2 separate regions of the Sus scrofa genome follow, and region 2 is linked to region 1. Evidence: chromatin contacts called from public HiChIP or PLAC-seq data. All regions are on one chromosome and are shown on one strand. Each heading gives the region's core, a stretch centred on a gene start, on an enhancer-like site or on the middle of the called end of the contact. The rest is flanking DNA. Distances are from core to core; before and after follow the strand shown. Region 1 overlaps ITPR1 (inositol 1,4,5-trisphosphate receptor type 1). Region 2 overlaps LOC106505661 (a long non-coding RNA gene).

What was found. HiChIP or PLAC-seq counts read pairs in DNA pulled down with a chosen protein or histone mark.
Region 2: an H3K27ac HiChIP or PLAC-seq map of alveolar macrophages shows a contact between it and region 1. The contact joins two enhancer-like sites. A contact is called at or near these places in 11 of 47 Hi-C or Micro-C datasets (alveolar macrophages, blood, embryonic fibroblasts and 3 more) and 2 of 2 datasets of contacts at active chromatin or transcription factors (alveolar macrophages and skeletal muscle).

The regions. Positions count from the first base shown.
Region 1 is chr13:61,271,363-61,278,390 of Sscrofa11.1, reverse strand. ITPR1 (inositol 1,4,5-trisphosphate receptor type 1) reads right to left here. Exons shown (of 59, transcript XM_021069282.1): 38 at 6,379-6,527; 39 at 5,081-5,192. Among named protein-coding and RNA genes, the nearest start is that of ITPR1, 210 kb to the right of the region's middle. Within about 2 kb of position 2,835, at least 14 of the 83 cell types and tissues checked have an H3K27ac peak or open chromatin away from gene starts, as enhancers often do. A contact at or near this core is called in alveolar macrophages, where this site is marked.
Region 2 is chr13:61,457,318-61,464,345 of Sscrofa11.1, reverse strand. It overlaps LOC106505661 (a long non-coding RNA gene), which reads left to right. Exons shown (of 12, transcript XR_002337646.1): 5 at 2,124-2,321. Among named protein-coding and RNA genes, the nearest start is that of BHLHE40, 67 kb to the left of the region's middle. Within about 2 kb of position 4,010, at least 20 of the 83 cell types and tissues checked have an H3K27ac peak or open chromatin away from gene starts, as enhancers often do. A contact at or near this core is called in alveolar macrophages, where this site is marked.

The sequences.
Region 1 (7,028 bases), core at 1,586-4,085:
ACTATACTCATGTAGTTATTTGTTTGTGCACTGGTACTTTACAGACAGACAGAAAATCTCCTCATGGTAATATCCATATTGAGTTTCAGAGACAGGTTAACAGCCAGCATCAACCGCAAATTCAGTTGAGATTCTAGACAGTGAATGACTGAAATCTTACTGCAATTTAGAAAGTCTTTGTCTAGAGTCAGATGGGATCTCCAAGGACAAATGACAAACAAACTCGTGGGAAATGCTAACACAGACACGAAGGACTCAACTCACGCCCAGAGGCATGCTACACAGTCAGATATGGCACGATGCAGAGACTAAGGGACAGATCAACAGAGTTCACTGGAAGAGGGTCACAGAAACATCACCACAGGACATGGGGAAAAAAAGGAAATTAGGACCTCAGCATTATCCAATTCATCAATGGAAATTAGCTGGAAAAGAAGAAAAGGGGGGAGAAAAAGAAGAAGTGTTAGGAAAGAAAATACAGAGTGAGCTCAGTGTTAGAAACTTTGTCACTGTATTCTTCTCACTGACTCAAGTTAGACTGTGACCATCTTAAGAGGTGGGGGCATTTTGCACAGCACCACACCTCCCCCTGACCTCTGCCCTACAAGTTCTGCTCCGGAACAGAACGGGCAGGATGATGCCACACACTGTTCACATGCCAGGTATCAAACCTCACAGGTCACTTAACCAAGAGCCCAGAATGGCACCTTTGCACTCTCTTGTGGAGAGAACCCTTGAACTGAGCCATGGGCAAGGCCATGTTCCCCCACCAAGAACTGTATCCGTTCAGAAGACCATGGGAAGGAGTAGGGTCCAAGACTCAACCCCAATCAACTCATCTTGGGAGGAAATTCTTTCTTTGAACCCATTTTACCATTCAGTGGGAGATCTGGGGGTCCAAACTATCATTGGGCTCAATCAGATCCAGATTCAATTTAAGCACAGAGTAAGATTAACATCTCCCAAGCCCAGAAGCTCCAAATCCTGATACCATTGATGATTAAAGACAAGATTTTCCCCCAGGGTGATAAGTTAGTACAACCCACATGATATTAGCAACAAGTAAATGACCTATTAGCATCAAGTTCAAGAAAAAGAAAAAACAAGAGCATTAATCACAATGCTTGTTTAATGATGATCCTCAAATGACTTTTTTTTTTACATTTCATTAATACTTACTACATTTTGCAAGTCTAAACTCCTGTTAGAAACACTGGTGGCTGAAAATGTCAATAGTTTATTCATTTAGAGAAAAGAAGCATTAGTAATTACCAGGGGACCAATAATTTGTATGAAATGAAAACCCTGATGTTACTTGAGGTCAAAAACTTTCTAGTAGTAAAACAGCTACTACCATTCATGAGAAAAATAGATTTTTATATAAGCTGAGATATCCATTTATATTTAATTGTTGGAGTCTGAATTTCTTTGCAAAGCTCTTTGAATAATAACTTAGATAAAAAACAGCTTAATAAAAATCCTATAGTAGATTACAGAGCAGCCAATATATAAAATAACTACGCTTTCTTTTCAAGCAGGGTCTAGGAACCTGAAGATGTTCTCTGAGTTATAGGGAGATTCAGGCTAAATTTTAAAGATGTTTAGCTATGGGTGGTTATTTTTTTTTTAAATGTGGTTTGATCTGTAAATTAAAAGCAGAGTTTAGTAGGCATTACACACACAGAATGGTTGCAAAGTCCTGATTTTAAAGTTTATTAACTTTGAATACATAAGTTTATTAGCTTATGAAGGACACAAAAATCACATGAAATTATATTCCACATTATTTTGTTGATCCTTTTTAAATTTTTAAAAATTTTTTATTTTTATTATTTTTTTCTTTTTAGGCATATGGAGGTTCCCAGGCTAGGGGTAAAACTGGAGCTGCAGGTGTAGGCCTACACCATAGCCTGAGCAACACCAGATCTGAGCTGCATCTGTACCTGTGCCCCATCTGCCTCCTACACCAGATCCTCAACCCACTGAGTGAGGTCAGGAATCGAACCCCCATCCTCACAGACACTATGTCGTGTTCTTAACCTGCTGAGCCACAACAGGAACTTATTTTGGTGAACCTTACTAATATATATTTTTTAATATTTACCACTCTTGGTAAATATTGCTGGCTCATTGTATTTAAGGGACACAATAGTTAAAGATGTCTTTAATTCCTAAATGATCATGACTGAATTATGTGCCGACCTTCTTTGCCCAGCCCCCACCTTGCCGTCCTAGGTCATAGTTCTCTCTTTTTCTTAGGCAGTGGACCAAGACAAGTGGACTGACCACTGGCTTTTCACGGATCTGACTCGTTCCTCCAGGGCCTGACACAAACCACAGGTGATGCCAGTGCCCAGTGGACCAGATCCAACCACCCTGAAGACTCAGGAGAGGGCAGGGCAACAGAGCAACCCTGGATATCCCAGCAGGGTATGAGTCATGGGACAAGCTCCATGTAAGGGGCAACAAATAGGAAAACTGAGCCAGGGAGACAGCATGGCAGTAACACCTGCCCTTGTGTCCTGAGAACCCAGTTCAAAGAACACATCATGTACTTGATTGACTAATACCCACTGGTTTGCCCAAGAAAGGTTAGTGCTTTGGCTCTGGGTTCATTTCACCCTTGAAGGAGTAGGCCTATCCCCGCTCCTTTTTCAGTCAAACAGGGGCAGTCAAGAGATTATCAAAGGCATTATCCAAAAGCCTTAATGAGATGGGACAAAGTTATACCAATAACCAAACTGGAAGGAACAGAAATCATTTAGTGCCCCCCACTGCCTTCTACAGTGAATGGTTAAGTAGCCTTTTCCAGCAGCCAGAGTGCAGGGCCAGAAGCATCACATGTAAGTGCCAGGAGGTGCTGGACCTCCTGACTAACCCAGGTTTCTAGACTGTCTTCCTCGGTTGCGTGGCATTTCCCACACTTGCTTAGCATATTTTCACTTTCACAAAGGGGATGGAATGGTGGCACCAACCAGACTGGAAAGAAATGTCATCTTGCCTCCTACCCTCTATCTGCTCTGTGGGACCAATTTCTTTACCAGCTGAAAAGGGATCTGAGCTACAGCTTAAGAACCTCCTCTAAACTCTGGTAACTCTTTGATAGTGACCTCCACCTGCTGCCCTCTACTGCCCTGGCCCTCTCCATGAGCCTTCTCACAGGCAATGTGACAACATCTCAGATCCGCCACCTGCCAGGAGCTAAAGCAGTGTCCTCCCTGCCCGATAGGCAGGGAGAGGCAGCAGAGAGCACCTTCTACAGGGCCCCAAAGACCCTGCTATGCTTTTCTGCCGAACCACAGAGACTCAGCCAACTCCTGGTACTTCCACTTTCCATGTCATACAAAGAAAACTTAAGAGAAATGAAAGTATAATCGCAATGTGCAAAACTCACTGGAGTGGAGACACAAAGTGTTCCTTAAATATGTCGGTTATAGAAAGCAACAGATATTCTCACAAGAAGAGAAAATTGTGGCCTCCGCATTTTAAAAATCAAGTTTCATGCCCCAAAGTGCAAATATATTCACAGCTGGTTAGGGCTCCTAGTGGGTTTTATCTTATTATGGAGAGTGAATTTCTAAAACTAGGATCATGTTTTTTAAACTTTGTTTTTCTTTTTGGCCACACTCACAGCATATTGAAGTTCCCAGGAATCGAATCCAAGCTGAAACTGCGACCTACACCACAGGTGCAGTAACGCCAGATCCTTAACCCACTGCACCACAGAGAGAACTCCCTTAAACATTTCTTAAACTTCACTTTAAGAAAAAGAAAGATCTTGTGGAATAAATGGTTATTATTCACTTATCTGACAAGTATATTCTCTCTTATGCTCCCCTCTCACCTTTTTTTTTTTTTAAGACCTACCTAGGTGCCTTCACAGGTGTTGTGAGGCCAGTCATATTACTTCCCACTTGTACCCCACTTCTTTGCTTTTATTATTTATGTTTATAAACTCTTTTCTGTCCAGTTTCCTCCACAAAATTCCTCCTGAGTTATCAACACTTCTTTTGAAATAAACAACATTTATTCAAGTTTTAACTTAAATTTATTTTTACCAATTTAAAGCAACATTTAAAAGCTTTGTGCCCTGGGGGCAGTGGGGGAGTGTATACTGCAAAAAAGTCTGTGTACCTTTCTGCTTTATTTTTTTCTTATTCAAAGACTCACATGTTAAATTGCTCTAATATTAATGATACATCTTGCTTAGGTTAGAAAGCAAGATTCTGACAGGCTTTTATAATTCTGGTTGTCACTATTCCTTTTGACAAGGAAGGCTGTGATTTAATTATTAAGGCTTCTTCACAAAGATGAATAAATGTGTTACTGGGTATTTTGGTAAGTCAATGATATCAGTATATTTACCTACTGGGAACATGCTGATAAAAATTGTTTAAAGACAATTGGTGAAGAGTATTACCTTCATATGAAGACTGGTGAGATTTAAACTCAAGTCCATGTTTTTGTTCTGTTTTGTTTTGTTTTGCTGGCAGCAGAAAGGAAGAGCAATGGGGCTGTTTTTATCCCACCTGGTCCAAAATCAGGGGTGTGAGGGGTGTTTTCTGTACAGTTTTATTCACAGCATGTGCTGAAAAGTCTCTTGCCCCAGGAATGGACCATTTCACAACCCAATTAGAAAAGGTGACATAGTTGCTGCCTTAATTCCAGTTAGAAGTGGAGGCAGTTTCATTACATACTGGAAGGTCTGTGCAACATCTCACCAGAAAGAAGCAAGTAAACCCATAGGTATGCATAACTGGACCCCCAAATTCAGAAACACCAACTTTGATACACAAGAGGCATTTGCATTCTCACTGGGAACTTATATAGATAGAACATTTTATGGTTACTATTTCTCTGAATATAGATTGCACAGCAAGCAACCTGTAAGAGACAACTAAACATATATGACTTTTTAAAGAGACAGTCATATGATTTCACTACCTTTAGAGACATTTTTTTTTTTTAAATGTTCACCCCTCTGTCAATATTCCTGAACTAAGCTGGATTTCTAACTGCCACCACTCCACTTCAATTTAGCAATAAAACCTAGTTTTAACATAAAAATAAAATGCAGTACCTTTTCTCCATAGCCTCTATCTTTGGTCATCATTTCTCTGAGGGTCTGTAGAACCTTAATGCACAGTTTCTCCTCATTTTCCTCTAGCAGCTGTTTAGTGTGCTTTATTAACCTAAATGAAAAAGAAAACCACAGATTACATCCCAGAAACAATCTTTAAATTTAAAAAAGAGAGAGAGAGAGAACAGACCTGTGGTTGCCAAGAGGGACAGGGAGGGAGAGGGATGGACTGGGAGTTTGGGATCAGTAGATACCAACTATTACATTGATAATGGATAAACAACAAGGTCTCACTGCACAGCATAGAAAACTCTATTCAATCTCCTGGGATAGAGCATGATGGAAGAGAACATTAAAAAAGAATGTGTATTTTAGTACGACTGAATCACTTGGCTGAACAGCAGAAATTGGCACATTATAAATCAACTATACTTTAATAAATTTTTTAATAAATTAATTTTCTTTAAATATTTGACAGTCAACTTATTTAGTTAGTCAGATAATAAACAAATATTTAGGAAGGGCTCCCGGGTTAAACAAGCTCCAGGACACTTCCTGCAAGAAGAGCCAGTTGGTGTCTCAATAGTGCCATCTGCTGGTCAATAACAGCAAACAGGTTCCTCTTCACCACTTGCTGTGGAGAGATTACAGGAAGGGGTGAAAGGAGACAGAGGCCCACTCAAACCTGCTCATTCACGAAGTGCAACTATTTATCCGCTAAGGATTGCCAGTCACGTGGCTGGAATATGCCAACAGTGTGAAAAACCTAGGAGTATGATAGCTGGGGCAAACACACTGTTCCCTGATCCAGTCTTACCCTCTGAGGGACCCAGAAAAGTCAGCAACTCAGAGGTTGAGCCCACGCTCAAATGTATCAACAAACTGACCTTAAGGTGAAAATCAGATGGTAATTTCTGTACATGGAACCAGCAGTTTCTTCTAGATTAGGCCCCAAGGCATAAACTGAGAAACTACAAAGCTGTCAGGAAGACTGACAGGTCTGTAGGAAGGTCAAGCCTCTCTGAATCTGTCGGGCAGCCCAAGGCAACAGCCCACACTTGTTGAATGGAAGATGAACAAACCAGCATGGAGGTCAAAGGAGAAATTCTCACCAACACAACAAGACAGTGGGACTAAACCTGCACACTCTGGGAAGGTCAGAACAGATCCCTAGCGCTAGACCTTGTATTCACCAAAGTCAAAAGCCAGGCCGGCCCCTCGGCCTTCAGGAACCTGTGACGCGTTGTCAGTGGGACTCCGCAGCTGAGCCCTGAAGACAGTACAGAGAGGCTGCTTACTTGCAAATGAAACCACCACTTTCACACTTTCTTCTGGCGTCAGTGTTCTCTGGGAAAAGCAGCTCGGGCCTGTGGAGGACATCCACCAGCACAGATAACTCGGCCTGCACCAGAGGCCTGAGACGGTCCTCCAGGGCGGAGACGATGTCCTGGAACGGAAGCAAGTCCTGGTGAGCGGCTCGGGCAGAGCTGACCTCAGGAGGGTGAGAACATTCATTTCTGACCTAAAACATGACCACAGACTAGGCTGGGTTAGAGTAACCTTAGCGCTGTCTGGAATTTGCCTCGAATTACTAGACGTTGCCCAATGGTTACCTGAAGCATTAGGCCCTGATGCAGACAACAGAGTAATAACAAGTCCACATTCCCACCCGCCCTGTGAGATGGTCCTAATACTACTCAAGGGATCATTCCAGAGATTTTAAAATATGATGCAAAAAAGTACACGTGACAACATGGAAAGGTGTCTACAATAGGAGTGTAAAAAATGTTCAACCAACAGTATGGACTACATGATCGGCTTTTTATAAACAACATTAATATCTAAAGGATATTCAGCAAGTACTATTAAGACATCATTAGCAGTTTTCTCTGGTGGCAGGATTACAGGTGATTATAGTTTTCTTCTATAGCTCATCACTTGTGAGTAT
Region 2 (7,028 bases), core at 2,761-5,260, 180 kb before region 1:
TAAACATTTTAGAAAATTATAGCTATTTCTAGCATGAAATCCCACTGTCTTTTAATGAGACAAAGGTACCTTAAAAGTTTGCCATAGATTAGCTTTGCTTTTACAGGACAAGGTTATTTTTAAAACAAGATTCTCTACTGCCTTATACCATATATTCTTATTATGCATTAAATAGCTCCAATTTTGAAGAGTATTTGTACAAGTTAATTTTATACCCTCCTTGCCGTTTTTCTGCTTCCTTAATTGGTCACCTAGTTGATGGAACTCTCTCTTTGAAACAGTACCATTTCCCTGTCAAAAGGGAGAGGTCAACAGGCTGTAATTAATGCTGTCTTCAAGGCTGGGATTACCATATTTCCGTTGATCTTTCTTTCCTAGAATCCAAGCAACCCTCCACTGTAGTGTATGTACGCTCTCCCAAGGCAGACTAACCTTCAGCACGCTAATAGAATCAAGACATGCCTTTCAACACACAATTAAATTTCAGTGAAGTTCAGAGGTTTTTAAGATGTGACATCCTTAAAACAATTTCATATGCAAAAGTTTCACAGACACACACTGGCAAATTATCAGCAGCACAGAGTCAACACTCTTCTCAGCTGGCTCTCTTCAGGAAAACAGGCTGAAGAATTAACAGGAGGTTTTCTGAAAGGCTCCCTATGGCACCTTTGTTGAGAAGATATTACACTAAACAGCTGCTGATATGGAAACCGGCTGTTTGAACTCTAACTTGGTTAGATATGTTAATAGGGAAGGCTATGATGTCTGACAAACGTGATGCAGGAAATGACTAAACATTTAATGCTTATTACTTTGCAGTATTCCTGGGGCCAGGGAGGTGGTGAGGATGGCATTGTGTGGGCACTAAACTGTAACCCAGGTCAGGAAGACTTGAACGGGAACATTTCTTTGTCCTCCTCTCTAGAGTTTCAGGTATTATAAATATTAACCTGTCCAAGATCCTGCTTCAGAGCAATCATTGACAGGACAAATGAAACATTTTGCAACACCTTAAAAAAACAATCCTATCACAGAGCTAGTTTTATTATCCCATTTTCTAAAAAAGCCAAGAGGCCTCAATGGCTTTAGCAGAATCTTTGTAAAGGTGGTGGAATTTGGCCCTTTAATGACACAGAAAGATGCAGGCATGGATCTTGCAAGTTTATACTTCCACAAATGTAAGCACTGGGTTTCACCCATCTTTTAACTGTTTGGTCTTTTAAAATAAAATAAATACAGATACTAGCATATAGAATTTCTCTTTGAAGTACAAAAAGTTAAGAGTATAAAAGTGGGAGTTCCCGTCGTGGCGCAGTGGTTAACGAATCCGACTAGGAACCATGAGGTTGCGGGTTCGATCCCTGCCCTTGCTCAGTGGGTTAACGATCCGGCGTTGCCGTGAGCTGTGGTGTAGATTGCAGACGCGGCTCGGATCCCGCGTTGCTATGGCTCTGGCGTAGGCCGGTGGCTACAGCTCCGATTCGACCCCTAGCCTGGGAACCTCCATATGCCGTGGGAGCGGCCCAAGAAATAGCAACAACAACAACAACAAAAGACAAAAAAAAAAAAAAAAAAGAGTATAAAAGTGTCTTTGGGTTATATGGCACCCTTGATCTTTCACCATATTAGAAAAGTGGAAGAAAGCATTCTCATTACAAACACTGTCTTTTTTTTTTTTTTTTTCCTTGTCTTTTCTATGGCCACACCCGCAGCACATCCCAGTCTAGGGGTCCAATTGGAGCTGTAGCTGCCAGCCTATGCCAGAGCCATAGCAACACAGGATCCAAGCCGCATCTGTGACCTATACCACAGCTCACGGCACCACCGGATCCCCACCCCACTGAGTGAGACCAGGGATCAAACCTACAACCTCATGGTTCCTAGTCAGATTCGTTAACCACTGAGCCACGACGGGAACTCCAAAACACTGCCATTTTTACAGATACAAAAGTCATTAGCTGTGCTAAAATTTCCATAAATACAAAATAAGTAATTTTCAACAGATGTCAATCAGTGACAATCCAAACAAATAATGCTTCCTAAGCCAGGGGTCAGGCAGACCATGGCCACGGGGGCAAATCCAGCCCCTAGCTGACCTAAAAGTGGTTTTTATATTTTTACAGGGTTGTAACAAAGGAAACAGAGAAGAATTGATAGCGACTGTTCGGTGACGGTGACGGGCGAAGCCTAAAATACTGACTAGCCAGTCTTTAACAGAAAAAATGTGTCCACCCATGTAGTAAGCAGTTCCCTAGGCTGTGGGTCTGACTGGGTCTTACATCTCAGACCACTGGAAGGATGAGTAAAACCTTCCTTGCCAGGTAAGTAGTTTATAATCTACACAAAAGGGCCATAAGGCCAGTAAGAAGTTGTAAAGAAGATAGCGTCAGATAAGTGCTTCAAAGGAAGAGACACACAGGGTTGGTGGGGAAATTGGGAGTGGCTTCTTCTGGGAGGTGATTAAGATGAACCTTGAAGATAAGAGATTTTGAAGGAGAGAGGTAGGTGGGGTGAAGGGGAGGGTCAGAGAGAATAAGATGCAGGGGAGTCACTTTCAGAAGCACCCAGGTGGCTGGAGAGAGACCTGCCAGACTGGAAACCAAGGCCTGGTGAGGAGTTTGTTCTCCTTGAGGCCAAAAGGACAATCCATGCTTTGCCTTTGGTGTTTGATGTCACTACTTGTTTTCTCCTGTTGTGACAGGGAAGTGTGGGATTATAATCAGTGATGAGGGAAATAGTCCCTTTTAGGTGGAGCCTCTAGTAAATGAATGGCTTTTGGCTGTAAGTCAATGAATAACATTAATGTATGCAGTTACCACGGCTCCATTAGTAAATAAAGCGCTGCAGAGTTTCAGTCTAGTCATCGGAATTCTTGAAAGTCCTATTTTTAAGGCAGTTCAAACAGAGGCAAGGCCTCGGAGTCTAGCGAGGCCTCCAGGAACTCGGAGTCCTGCCTTGAGGCACCCCTGCCCCAATGCTGACCTTCAGCAAAGCCCTTGGCTGCCATCTCGGCTTCCTGGCAATAAAATGGGGATAACAGACCTTTGCCACCTCACAGGAGTGTGACACGGAGCAATAAAGTTCTGCCAGAAGCTTTCAAGATAAGTGCTTCTGGAACCTGAGTTGGGAAAAGTGCTCTTTCAAGAGTTTGGGGCAGGGAAACGGGGGGAAGAAGATTTAAAAAATGAAAATAGGACACTGTTTCCAGCTTCTAAGAGTTGAGAGCTTTGCAAAGCAAAACCAATTACTGCTGGATGATACAGAGCCTACAGCTTTCTAAGTGTGCCCATAAGCTACCAGTAGAGTTCCATGATGGTATTCTCTAAATTAAAATTAGGGCAGAAATTTTGGTTTGGGTTTTGGTTTCAGGTGGGAGGGAATCCTGGAAATCAGACAGCACAGCCCTGTTCAAGACAGCTGTATAATGTCTCAGTGTCTGTACCTCCAAAGCCTGGGATATTCTGTCCAATTCTTCCGTATATTGTTAGCTTATGAAGGTATATCCCTTTCTCCACTTTCTTTTCTCTTTAGACTGTCATAGTCCTAGCAAGAGATTGTAGTTGGGTCTAGGGTCAGAGGTGCTGCCTTAGAGCTCGCTCTGTCACTGGCCCTTGGAGGCTGAGGGAGACAAGATCAAGTCGAAAATACCAAAGTTTCTAAAGAAAGCTGAAGGACCCACCCTGAGGTAGGCCCACACCAAACCTGGAGCAGACCCCTAGGGGGTAGAAAACATGATCTGCTCTGCTCTGGAAAGTTCATGGTGCAATATTTCTAGGGTCCTGCAGAGAATGCTTACCTTTTTTTAAATCCTCTCCCCCTTTTCCTCCTCCTCTTCCCCTTCCTTTCACCTCCCTCCTTCCTCTCTCCCCCACATCTGGCTTCCTTTCTTCCTTAAAGAAATCTTTATCTTAGACTTGGCCAAACAAGAGACACAGGCCAAAATAGATCAGTGAGGAATGTGCTATCTTGTTGGGAGGACAGCAGCTCAAAACCACAAAAGCCCTGAGTTTGACCCTAGCACTCTGTGGCTACTGGTGACTCATCTTGATAATTATCAGATTGAATCTTCTCTACTGGTTTGGTAACACGTGATGAGTGGAAAAAGAACTTTAGTCAAATGTATATGCCTCTCCTTATTGTCCATATAGACTTTTCTTGGTTCTCTTCATTTTCCTGGTATGTATAAGACAGTTTGCTCTCCATGAAATCCTTGGGAGCTGCTAAAAAGAAACAAATAGATGAACTGTTTTCAAACCCTTGGATAATTTTTGCCTTAGTGATTAAGGGAACAAGGCAGAAGTACCAGTTGAAGGTGGATGGAATGGGAGGAACGTCCCCTTCAATAAAATCTTGATTTTCTATGGCTTTTTTTTTTTTTTTTTTAAATAACAGGGCTGCTAAGTAGGAAAATCACTGGAACTTGACTGCAGCAATTTTGCCTTTTTTTTTTTTTTCTTTTCTTCTTCTTCTTTTTTTTTTTTTTTTTTTTTTTTTTTTGAGCTCTCTGTCTACTGCGGCTCCCTGCCACCCCATCCATCTATAACTTTTCATCACTTTTTCCTAAAGTAAGGAATACGTCCCAGAAAATGCACTTCTGTGACTTAGCAACTTGCCAGAGTGATCTGATCCTTCCCAGTGTTCCAAAGGAAGCAATGATTTGAATTCAGCTGCTCGAACAATTAGTCTCCAGGCAGGCAGCTTGAAAATTCTTTAAAGTAATGCTATGGGTGTCTGGTTGCATGTAGTCTTTTGAGCCTGACACTCTGCTAAATTAATCTTAATGTTAAAGTAAAATGGGAACAAGACCAATTTCTGTTCAGCGAAACTCTGTACTTTCTGACATTGAATTGTACTGCAGATTCATAGTAAAAAAAATTTATGAATAACTCACACTTCCACTCCATCAGTGTGTATGTCATACATACACATATGTATATGACTTATATACACACATAACATATACATATATAACTTACATATGTAACATATATAGCATGTACATATATACATATATATATACACACACACAAAAAATACATTATTCACAACAGCACTCTTTGTAATAGTCAAAAATTGGAAACAACTCAAATGTCCACTGACTGTAGAATGGATAAATAAATCGTGACACACAATGGAACAATACATAGCAATGAGAATGCATGAACTTCTGCTACAAAAACAGAGGAATTTCATAATCAAAACACAGAGCAAAAGAAGTCAGACACAATATAAACATACTATAAATCCATTTATATGAAGTTTATAAGCAGTCAAAATTAAGCTATGGAGATGTCTTCTGACAGAAATCTGAAAGGTGAGTGTCTTTGGGGAGGGATACGAAGTGACTAAAGGTGGGACAAGGGAGTTCTTGTGGTTTGGTGAGGGTTACACAAGTTATCTTTGCTTTGTAAAAGCTCATTGAGCTGTACAATAATGATTTGTAAACTTTCATGTAGTATGCTATTCCTCAGTCAAAATTGACTTGAAAACCTGCATAGTCATTATTATCAGTTTTGGTTTAGTGTTATTTCACTTTTCATCAGAACGAAAGAGACCAAAATTGTGTGAATGCTTTTAGGCTGCAAATATGAGGAGATAATTCAAAATGGTTTCAACAGGGGTTGGCAAACTTTTCCTCTAAAGGGAAATACAGTAACGATTGTAGGTTTTGGGGGGCCGTGTGGCTTCTTGTTGAGACTACTCAACTCTGCTGCAGAGCAAAAGTATCCACAGACAACACGTGAACAAAAGAGCCTGGCTGTGAGCTAAAAACTCATATAAATGTGGGGCTGTCTCAGAATTCTGCCTACTGCCAGCTCTAACCTAAAAAAATAAATCGGATAATATCACAATAGAAAAATCAGCCGTTGGGAAGAAATGAGCACTCTGGCATTCTCCTTGCTTGGAGGGTTCATATTTAAAACCCAACTCCAGGAGTTCCCGACATGGCTCAGCAGAAATGAATCTGTGTGGCATCCATGAGGATGCAGGTTTGATCCCTGGCCTCGCTCAGTGGGTTAAGGAGCTGGCCTTGCTGTGATCTGTAGTGCTGTGGCTCTGTCAGAGGCCAGCAAATACAGCTCCGACTCTGCCCCTAGCCTGGGAACCTCCATATGCCGCAGGTGTGGCCCTGAAAAGACAAAAAACAAAAAACAAACAAATAAATAAATAAATAAAATAAGACCCAACTCCATAAAAACAATGATAGCATGAAAGTCCTGAACGATCTTTAGCTATTTGCTATAGCAGGACCGTCAAAATACCAAATAAAATACTGAACTGTTTACATAAAAACCATCACAATGGCAAAAGCTTTTAACTTTTATTTATTTATTTCTGGATTTAGTAATATATTCACAAGGTTCGCATTACCAAAGATAAAGGGAAGTACAGTGAAAAATCTCTTTCCTACTTGTCTCTTTTCTTGGAATAACTGATGAGTGTGATTCCTCATTTACTTTTTACTTTGCAGTGGATTTTGTGCTAAATTATGTGTTAAATAATTTAATATCCAGATTATATAACACATGCTTGAACACATACGCAGGAAAATCCCTGCGAGTGGGGAAATTGCTGCATAAAAATATATGTCCATTTATAATTTTGATATACATTGCCACATTGCCCATAATGGTGGTGTACGAATTTAAAGTTTCAGTACTAAAATTGGAGTACTTGTTTGACCATGTTCTTGCCAAGAGTGACTATTATTCCATCTTTCTCAATTTGATAGATAAAAGTGATATCTGATTATGAGTGACCTGGAACTTTTTTCCATTTATTTCTTTTTCTGAAAACTGTGTTTTTTAATGGAAACATTGATCTTTTTCTTATTAATTTGTAAGAATCCTTTACCTGTTGTAAGAATTGCTCTTGTTGAAGTTTGTGGTTTGTCTTTCAACGCTGCCCGTGTTTGCTGTTGTTTTGCCATACAGAAATATTTGAATATATGTATAAATCAGTTTTTTATGGATTCTTGCTTTAATTCTATATTTCAAAGAGCCTACCATACTGCAAGATTATGTAAA